Linked DNA regions of Mus musculus: region 2 is linked to region 1. The links are chromatin contacts, called in public Micro-C maps. All regions are on one chromosome and are shown on one strand. The core of a region is the stretch at or near the end of the contact, and the rest is flanking DNA. Distances in the headings are between cores, read along the strand shown. Region 1 has its middle 2.9 kb from the start of Gm32946. Region 2 has its middle 15 kb from the start of Mgl2.

Region 1 (4,022 bases), core at 720-3,219:
AGTCCATTTGTTTTGGTGGTGTATATATGGCTCAAGGTTGATCACTCTGAACTAGACAAACAATAAAAGGCTCATCCCTAAGAGAAGCCAATTGTCTCTCTCCCAGCAGTCATTAGTTTCCTGTAGGTCGTCTAGGGGTGGGCCTCCATGAAAACTTCCCCCTTCCATGTTAACCTATCCATCAATATCATCATTGCTCTGGCCTTGTTTACACAGCCATGCCTACAAAAGACTGTTTCACTTTCTGTATCCTGCATCTTACAACCCTTTGCCCCCTTTTCCACAATGTTCCCTAAGCCATAGATAGGTGCAGGAGCTGTGATGTAGATATATTCCATCATGGCTGGGCCTCCTACAATCTATTGGTCTCTGCATTGTGTCCAGTTGTGGTCTTCTGTGGTGGTCTCCATTCGCTGCCAGGAGAGGCTCCTTTGACAGGTGTGATACCTACAGGATAAGATTTAGAATGATGGAAGAAGTTATGCTTGTCTAGCAAAGTGGTATGAAGTGGAAACTTACAGTTTCTTTGGAAAGTCAGTTGTGTTGGTTGTTGTTTTGCTGAGGCAAACACATGAAGGACTGTTTTTCTGAAGCAGACACAGGGGAAAGGATGTTTTTCATCCTTTGCACATGAAAGGATGCGTGATGAAGGATGCTTCACTAATGACAGGCATGTATTGGTTCACCTTACATGGCAATGATGAGCTCTGCTTGCCATGAATCCATAGAGAGAAACACACCAAAAACCTCTGGTGGTGTGCTGGCGGCTTCTTGCCACTTCCCCGGACTCGGGTCGATTGGCAGAGTGATGTCAGCCGGTCCAGACTCACGTGGAGTTTTGTTAAGACAGACTCACATGCTGAGGCAAGACATGTGATGAGGCAAGATCCATGGAGGACACATGATGTTTGGAGAGAGTATAAATAGGACTCGACGGAGAGTGATGGGGGCTTGCACAGCTAGCTTTGCAATGCTTGTAGTATCTTCACAGATCTTCACTTTGTTGAGAGAGACACAGCAAAGAACTCCTGGTGTCCCTGCTGACTCATGCTGAGTCAGCGGAGGCCTGGCTATATCTGCTAGGTCATGCCACAGCTGCTGATTTGTGTTTGCTATTCCAACACTCCTGAACTGACTGACTGTATATCTGTGAAGTGTTTTCGAGTGTATCTAGCTGCCGATGTTGACCTGTGAACTGGACTGTTGATTTTCTAAACAGGTTGACTTCCCCGTATCCTAATAACCTCTCTTTCCCACTGCCTCTGCTGGGCGGTAGCCTAGAAGGGAGGATAAAGTGTTTAAGAACCCATATTAAAAGTAGTCTCTGAAAAATAAAAACAATGGTGGTAGTAATACGTTCTCTTCTCAGCTCTATGACCTTGCTAGTTCCGGGAAGCTAGTTCCAGTACGAGGCATGGTTGCCCTCTGTCGAGTGAATGTCAACTCCACCAACATGCAAATGCCACTTATTGCATTTTTATATATATCTCACCCATGTGCCAACTGTTGTGGGTCACAGGTTTGCAGCTGGGTAGTGTTGTGGATTTGGTCTAACTCTTGTATTGTGTTTATTGGGTGCCCAAAATTACATGGGAATCTGCACATAAGATAGTGAGGGACCCTGCCCCCAATTGGTTTTGATTGGTAAATAAAGTTGCCGGTGGCCACTGGCTGGGCAGGGAGACAGAAGGAGGACTTTAGAATTCCCAGGCAAGGGACCGAGGGAGGAGGGAGAGAGCCATCACTCTGGGAAAGGAGCAAAGACAAGGCCTAAGAGGTGCAGAAGAAAGAGCATAACCATCACGTAAGAGTTGGGGATCGTGGCCCAGGAGCACGGCAGGTCTGGGTCCGGGACAGCCAAGATGGAAAATAGGTCTTAGTAAGTAATAAGTCAGGAATACCAGCGGCGGGGAGACTGTTAGCCACATGGAGATTAGGAAGTGGCCCAGCCTACACTCAGGATAGCAGCGCCACCGTGTGGTACAGCTCCAGTTTCAGGTGCCCTTAAGCAACATTTCGCAATACTATTTATGCCTCTTTCCTAAATACTAAAGTGAAATGTTAGACCGTTAGTTCTTACAGCTTCTTTTTAAAAATCCATAATTAAACTCCTAAGACTAAGTTGACCACTTACACACACACACACACACCCCACCCCCAGCTCCTTTCAATAGTGGTCACTCTTAGAGTGACCAGGGAAAACTGCTTGCGGTGAGGTCAAGGAGGCGTGGCCTCAGAAGATACCAGTTTTCTGGTTCCAATCCAGATATGCTGAACCAGATCCAGAGCCAGGACGACTGTGTTCTAAGTTCACTGGCCAAAGGCCGGCCGTCTTGGGTCTTACCTATCTCTAACAGTTCACATCCTTTCTTGCCGTTGAGTGAGAACTGCAGGGTTGGAGGTAAACAAGAGCACCTACCCAGAGCTCTGCTCCGGGGTGGGGTCTTCCCACGCAGAACAAAATCCCACTCCCCGGGCATCACTGCCACGCACTGAGTGGGTAGTAGAATCTCCTGCAGTAGTTTCTCTCAGCGTCTCACCCCAGGTGTATCTTCTCAGCCAGCTCCTTTAACCAACTGCCTCTGTGGATCCTCAACACTCAAGTCTGCTACAAGCATCTCTTCAACCTAGTAGAAGATGAAGCTTCTGGCATGCATGTTTTTGACGCAGCCTGCAACAGACTTTGCGGTGCTCTGATTGGCCAAAGAGCATATTTGAGAACCACCAGCTGAGACTGCGCTCCTGTCCTTTGTGGGGAGATGGGGTCCATTGCTGCGGATGGAGAGGAAGGATCCCAGCACCAAAATCATTCAGTCTTTTCATCCTGCTCCTTGCCTGCCTGCAAAGCCCAGTAAAGTGTAGTGAAAGTTCGTCTGCAGCCGCAGCCTGGCAGGCACGAAGGGGATTGGGAGTGGGAGTGAGGTGTCTGGGAGGCTACAGGAGCCTGCTGTAAACCCAGTGGTCCCTGGACTGGGAGTCTGGCTAAATGTGATCCATGCTTCCACCGGATTCCAGCATCCCATCCGCCCTAGAGGGTGGAGGTGGGGGTCTATCTCACCCACCAAGCCTGCCTGTAACTCCTGCTAGCAATAGCTTTTGTTCTTAGCTTTTAAAGATAAAACGCGGTGCTGGGTTTCAGGAAATTAAGCTTGTGTGTGTGTGTGTGTGTGTGTGTGTGTGTGTGTGTGTGTGTGTGTGTAGCCAAACTGACATTTAATATCCTCCCTAGATGAAGTCAGCAGGTAACCTGGCAAAAGGTCCTTATTCTGACAAAAGCTGGTCTGAGGCTGTCCTGCCTCATAGGCCCGTGTACAGAGCTGATGACTAAACACACTTCTCTAGACAAGCAACAACTTCAACAAAGAAATCAAAATCCCAGCCAGGTTTTGTAATGCATGCCTTTAATCCCAGCACTAGTGAGCCAGAGGCAGGTAGATGTTGTGAGTTTGAAGCCAGTCAGGACAGAGAAACCCTGTGGGGTTTATTTTGTTTTGCTTTTGTTCATTTGTTTCTTTGTTTGGGCAAGGTATCCCTGTATGGCCCAGGTTGTCTAGAACTCCTCAGTCCTACCTCAGCCACAGCCTCAGCCTCAGCCTCAGCCTCAGCCTCAGCCTCAGCCTCAGCCTCAGCCTCCAGGGCTAGAATGATAGGCATGTGCCATCATGACCAGCCCCATCTTTTGGAGATGTGTTGTCATTAGGACATGTCCAGGACTGGAGAGAAGGCTCAGCAGGTAGGACAGGTAGGAGTGCTTGCTGCTCTTGGAGAGGACCAGGCTCCCAGTAGCCAGGTGGGAGTTCGGGGTAAGAACTTACAACCGCTGTGAGTCCAGTCCTATCGAATCCTCTTCTGGCTTGGGGAAATCTACACTAACTGCGCACATCCACACAGAGACACACATGTATTCACATAAGTTTAAAAAATATTTTTTAAAAAAAAGAGAATTCCTCAAAATTAAGTGGTTCAAGGGAAATACATCATGACTGAAATAGTAACACTAATCTCAGTTCTAAGATGAATGC
Region 2 (4,444 bases), core at 1,264-3,763, 40 kb before region 1:
TTGTGAGCCACCATGTAGGTGCTGGGAATCAAACCCAGGTCTTCTGCAAGAGCCATGCTGAAAATGTATGGGGAAGAACTTGCATCTCAGTGAATGTGCTGACCGTGTTCATATCATTCCCTAAAATGAAGATAACAGCTATGCATGGGCTCTTGGGTTGCCTTCGGTATTAAGGTAATTAAAGCAGTGACTTTAGATAAATCAGAAGGTGTGAGCGGGGAGCTTACATGTGAATGCAAAGCCTTTCTATGTAAAGGACTTTTCTATTTACGGCTTTCAGTGTCCGAGGGGTGATTTAGAAGAAAGTCTTTACAACTCCAAACAGCAATTATTAAAGCATTGAATGCTGCAAAATCCATCTTGATGGCTCATACTCTCATTTTCACCCAGTTCAAAAAAATTGTCTAATTTATATTGTGACAACTTATTTGAATCTTATAGTTATTTTATTTATTTTTTAGAGTTTTTTATGTATGTATATAAATGGTTTTCCTGCATATATGTAATTCTGGTAATTGCAGAGATCAGTGGCTTTGGGTTCCATGAAACTGGAGTTATGGATGGCTGTGAGCCACCATGTAGGTGCTGGGAATCAAACCCAGGTCCTCTGCAAGAGCAGTCATTGCTCTAAACTCCCCCCCCCCCCCAGCCCCTGGGGCTTATATTTTAATTTTAAATTTATTGCTTAATTTTAAAACACATGAACTTTTTACACATCTTTATTGACTCATTTACAGTGGTTGGCCTATACTTCTACTTTAAACACACAACATTTTTTTATTTTAGGTCTTCAAACTCAAGGGCTTCAAGTTCCAGGTGAAATGGAATAAACGCATCCCACTATTTCTCTCCAATCTAGTATGTCCTGGTTTGCTTCCTGTTGCTGTAATAAAACCCTCTGGCCAAAAGCAACCTGGGAGGAAAGGGTTTGCTTAGCTTCTGGTCACAGTCCATCACTGAAGGCGATATAAGCAAGAATCCATGGAAGGGTGCAGTTACTGCTTCATTCAGCCACTGGCTCCTGTTCATCTAGCTCCCTCCCTCCCTCCCTCCCTTCCTTAGATTTATTTATTTTTATTTTATGTGCATGGATGGTTTGCCTGCATGTGTGTATGCCCAACACTTGTGTGAAGTACCCAAGGAGACCAGAAAAGGGTGCGGGATCCCCTGGTGCTGGGCTACTATGTGGGTTCTGGGAATTGAATGTCTAGAAGCACAGCCAACACTCTTTACCACTGAGCCCTCTCCCCAGCCCCTCCTCTACCTTTCTTATTAACAGACCCACCTGCGTAGGGATGGTGCCACCCACAGTAGGCTGAGCCCTCGCACATCAGTCATCAATCAAGACATGGCCACAAGCCAGTCTGACCTGGGAAGTTCCTCAACTGATGTTTTCTCTATCCAAGTGATGCTAGATTGTGTCAGGCTGACAATAAACATTAACCAGCGTAGACTATAACTATAAAGCCTGACTGATGCACACACTTCCATATTGGGAGGAGTCTGAAAACTCAGTGCAAGAGGTTACTGGAGGAGAATACCATAACTGGAAGTACCACTAACTGTCGTGAGCATACCACTGTCTGCCTCTAGGGTATCCCAACTTGAACTTAACACAGCCTAAAACTGTGGTCTGAACAGACAGGGCTCCACGGGGCCCATGATAGCTCTGGCCCAGGGCAGGAGAGTTTCTTACTGGAGGCTGCTCTGATCCCACATCTCACACACCTGTCACTCACACCCATGCCAGTAAACTTGATACGTGTGTCTTTCATATATATTGAGCAACAACAATGGTTAATCTTAATTCCAGGATCTCAGAAGTCCAGCTAAGACTAAAGCCAAACTTAAAAAAAAATTTTTTTTAAATAAAGATACTTTTATCTTTCTGTGTATGACTGTTTTGCCTGCATATGTATCTGTACACCATGCGTGTGCCAGATGCCTGTGGGGAGAAGAGAGCATCCCATCTCTTGGCACTGGAGTCACAGGCAGTTGTGAGCCACTGTGTGGATGCTGGGAACTGAGGCCGGGCCTTCTGCAAGAACAACTTGTGCTCTTAAGTGCTGAGCCATCCCTCCAGCCCGAAAGCTGATTTTCCTATCTCACATCCCAGCAAAGCTTTGTACAAACTTGGTTGGGCTCCACCACGGATGGAGCCGTAGCTCACAGGGTAAGAAAGGACTTTGCTCAGACTCCTCCTATCCTTTCACTCCATGCACAGTGGGGTCTGAGTAGAATTTAATTTTTTTTTATTTTTTACTATTTCCAGTTATGTGTACTCAGAGGTGAGCAGCATGTGAGTACAGGTTCCCTGGGGAGGCCGGAGGCATCGGGGCCACTGGAGCTGGGCGTTTGTGAGCTGTCTGAGATGGAGGCTGGGGAATGAACTCTGGTCCTCATACCCTTCAGCACTGAGCCATCTCTCCAACACCAGGGTTTCATTCACAGCCAGCATCCATGCCTCTTCAACAGAGGACTGATTGTCCTCCTACGTCATCTGAGCACAGAGAGCAGAAGTTAGCTTAGGATTTTATGCTCTTGCCAACCACAGCTGCTAGCCAAAGGCTAATGGGTGTGGTGCCCTCTGCTTAATTGGAAGTGCTCCAGAGCGTGGTCTGTGTTCTCATCATTCTTATCACCATGTGACACTTGGTTCGAAATTGCCTACAAACACTTCCTAATGAATCACTTTCTCCAGAATTCTTACCTTACAGTCGGCTTCCCTTGACCTTTCTTGACCTTCCTCCCTTCCTTCATCCTGCCTCTCCCCACCCGTAACAGCCAGTCCACAGAGCACACCGTAATGAGTCACTCTCAAAGGTCATCATCCCAGAATGTTTCAGAAGGCAAGGGGTCGGTGGTCAGATAACAGTTCCTCTCTCCCTTCCATCTTTTCCTGTTCTCCTCACTGAGCCTCAAGGACAAAGGAGACATGGACCCAAGGACATGAGGCCAGTGTCCGTCCCAGCAAGCATCCAGAACCAGAACTTTAAAAGGCTTTGCAGACGTTTCTCGAAGCACCTGTGGGCTCTTCTGCCGCGTGAAGGTGGTTCACCTTGCTCTGGCCCTGATTGCAGTCCTCTCTGACAATCTACCTAGACGGCAATCATTGGAGATGTGGCTTCCAGCCTCCCAAGTTCTTGTTCTCTGACATCCTTGCCCTGTAAGGCAGCCAAGAGCAGCCTGATCAGCCAGTGCGTGGGGCAGGCAATTGCCCAGGCATTTGCTTTCAGATTTTCCCGACAAGAAACAGAAATGAGTCTCTTTCCTTATGGCTACCACGAAAACCCCAAGGCATAACCACAGCCTTACCTTAAGAGGCAGGGCTGCTGGCAACTGCCTATGATCTCAGCACCAAAGAGGCTGAGGCATGAAACTTAGTGCAAGTTCAAAGCCATCCCAGGCCATAGAGTGAGACCCTGCTTCAAAACAAAACAGAAACAGAAAGACAAAATATTTCTTGTTCCACTGAAGCCTCGGCAGTCTGTGGCACCTCAACAGTATTGTCACCTTGGCTCCCATGAGGCCTTCTGGGGAGAGGCCTGACTTACTCCATGCAGACAGCCGTCTCTGCACAGGTGTCCTTCGGGGCGCCACCATCTAGCTAGGGAAGGTATGAAAAAGCATTTCCCTTTCCCATGGGGGAAAAAGTGGGCGGCTACCCCACAATATGTAAGAACTCTCTAGAAATTATCTCCACCAGGGGGTACTTGCTTTTACCTCTTCCTAGGACAACCACTGTCTTAGTCAGGGTTTCTATTCCTGCACAAAACATCATGACCAAGAAGCAAGTTGGGGAGGAAAAGGTTTATTCAGCTTACACTTCCATACTGCTGTTCATCACTAAAGGATGTCAGGACTGGAACTCAAATAGGTCAGGAAGCAGGAGCTGATGCAGAGGCCATAGAGGGATGTTTCTTACTGGTTTGTTTCCCCTGGCTTGCTCAGTTTGCTTTCTTATAGAACTCATGACCACCAGCCCAGGGATGGCACCACCCACAATGGGCCCTCCCACCTTGATCACGAAATGAGAAAATGCCTTGTAGCTGGATCGTATGGAGGCATTTCCTCAAGGGAGGCTCCTTTCTCTGTGATAACTCCAGTTTGTGTCGAGTTGACATACAAAGCCAGCCAGTACACACACACACACACACACACACACACACACACACACACACACACCTATGCTTCCAGCTTCAGAATACATGGTCACTTTGTGGAGATCTAACCAAATTTCTATGAAAAACAGGAAAAGAATTTAGCCTCCTGCTTTGTGTGACCATGTCACTGTTCTCAGTTCCGTAAGCAAGCCCAGGACCTTACTAGCTATGCTGCATTCTTTTGGGGAAATGACTTCTGTTGGGAGGCTGACCAAACAAGCCATAGGGCTGGAGAAGATATTTGCAGCCTGCAAACCCAACAGGGACTCCGTGTCTACAAC

Evidence for each region. A called contact is a pair of places that touch in the nucleus more often than the background predicts.
Region 2: a contact with region 1 is called in a Micro-C map of the HL-1 cell line, with 2.6 times the contacts expected there. The contact joins two enhancer-like sites. A contact is called at or near these places in 9 of 39 promoter capture datasets (3T3-L1-derived adipocytes, the C10 cell line, the HPC-7 cell line and 5 more), 4 of 15 datasets of contacts at CTCF or cohesin (CD8 T cells, the G1E-ER4 cell line, embryonic stem cells and 1 more), 97 of 484 Hi-C or Micro-C datasets (8-cell embryo, the AML12 cell line, the AtT-20 cell line and 45 more), 4 of 115 datasets of contacts at active chromatin or transcription factors (CD8 T cells, embryonic stem cells, hepatocytes and 1 more) and 3 of 9 other capture datasets (adipose tissue, liver and pancreatic islet).

What each region holds. Positions count from the first base shown.
Region 1 is chr11:70,072,803-70,076,824 of GRCm38.p6, reverse strand. No RefSeq gene overlaps it. Among named protein-coding and RNA genes, the nearest start is that of Gm32946, 2.9 kb to the left of the region's middle. Within about 2 kb of position 1,969, at least 39 of the 459 cell types and tissues checked have an H3K27ac peak or open chromatin away from gene starts, as enhancers often do. A contact at or near this core is called in the C2C12 cell line, the HL-1 cell line, adipose tissue and 2 more, where this site is marked.
Region 2 is chr11:70,112,895-70,117,338 of GRCm38.p6, reverse strand. No RefSeq gene overlaps it. Among named protein-coding and RNA genes, the nearest start is that of Mgl2, 15 kb to the left of the region's middle. Within about 2 kb of position 2,513, at least 37 of the 459 cell types and tissues checked have an H3K27ac peak or open chromatin away from gene starts, as enhancers often do. A contact at or near this core is called in the C2C12 cell line, the HL-1 cell line, adipose tissue and 2 more, where this site is marked.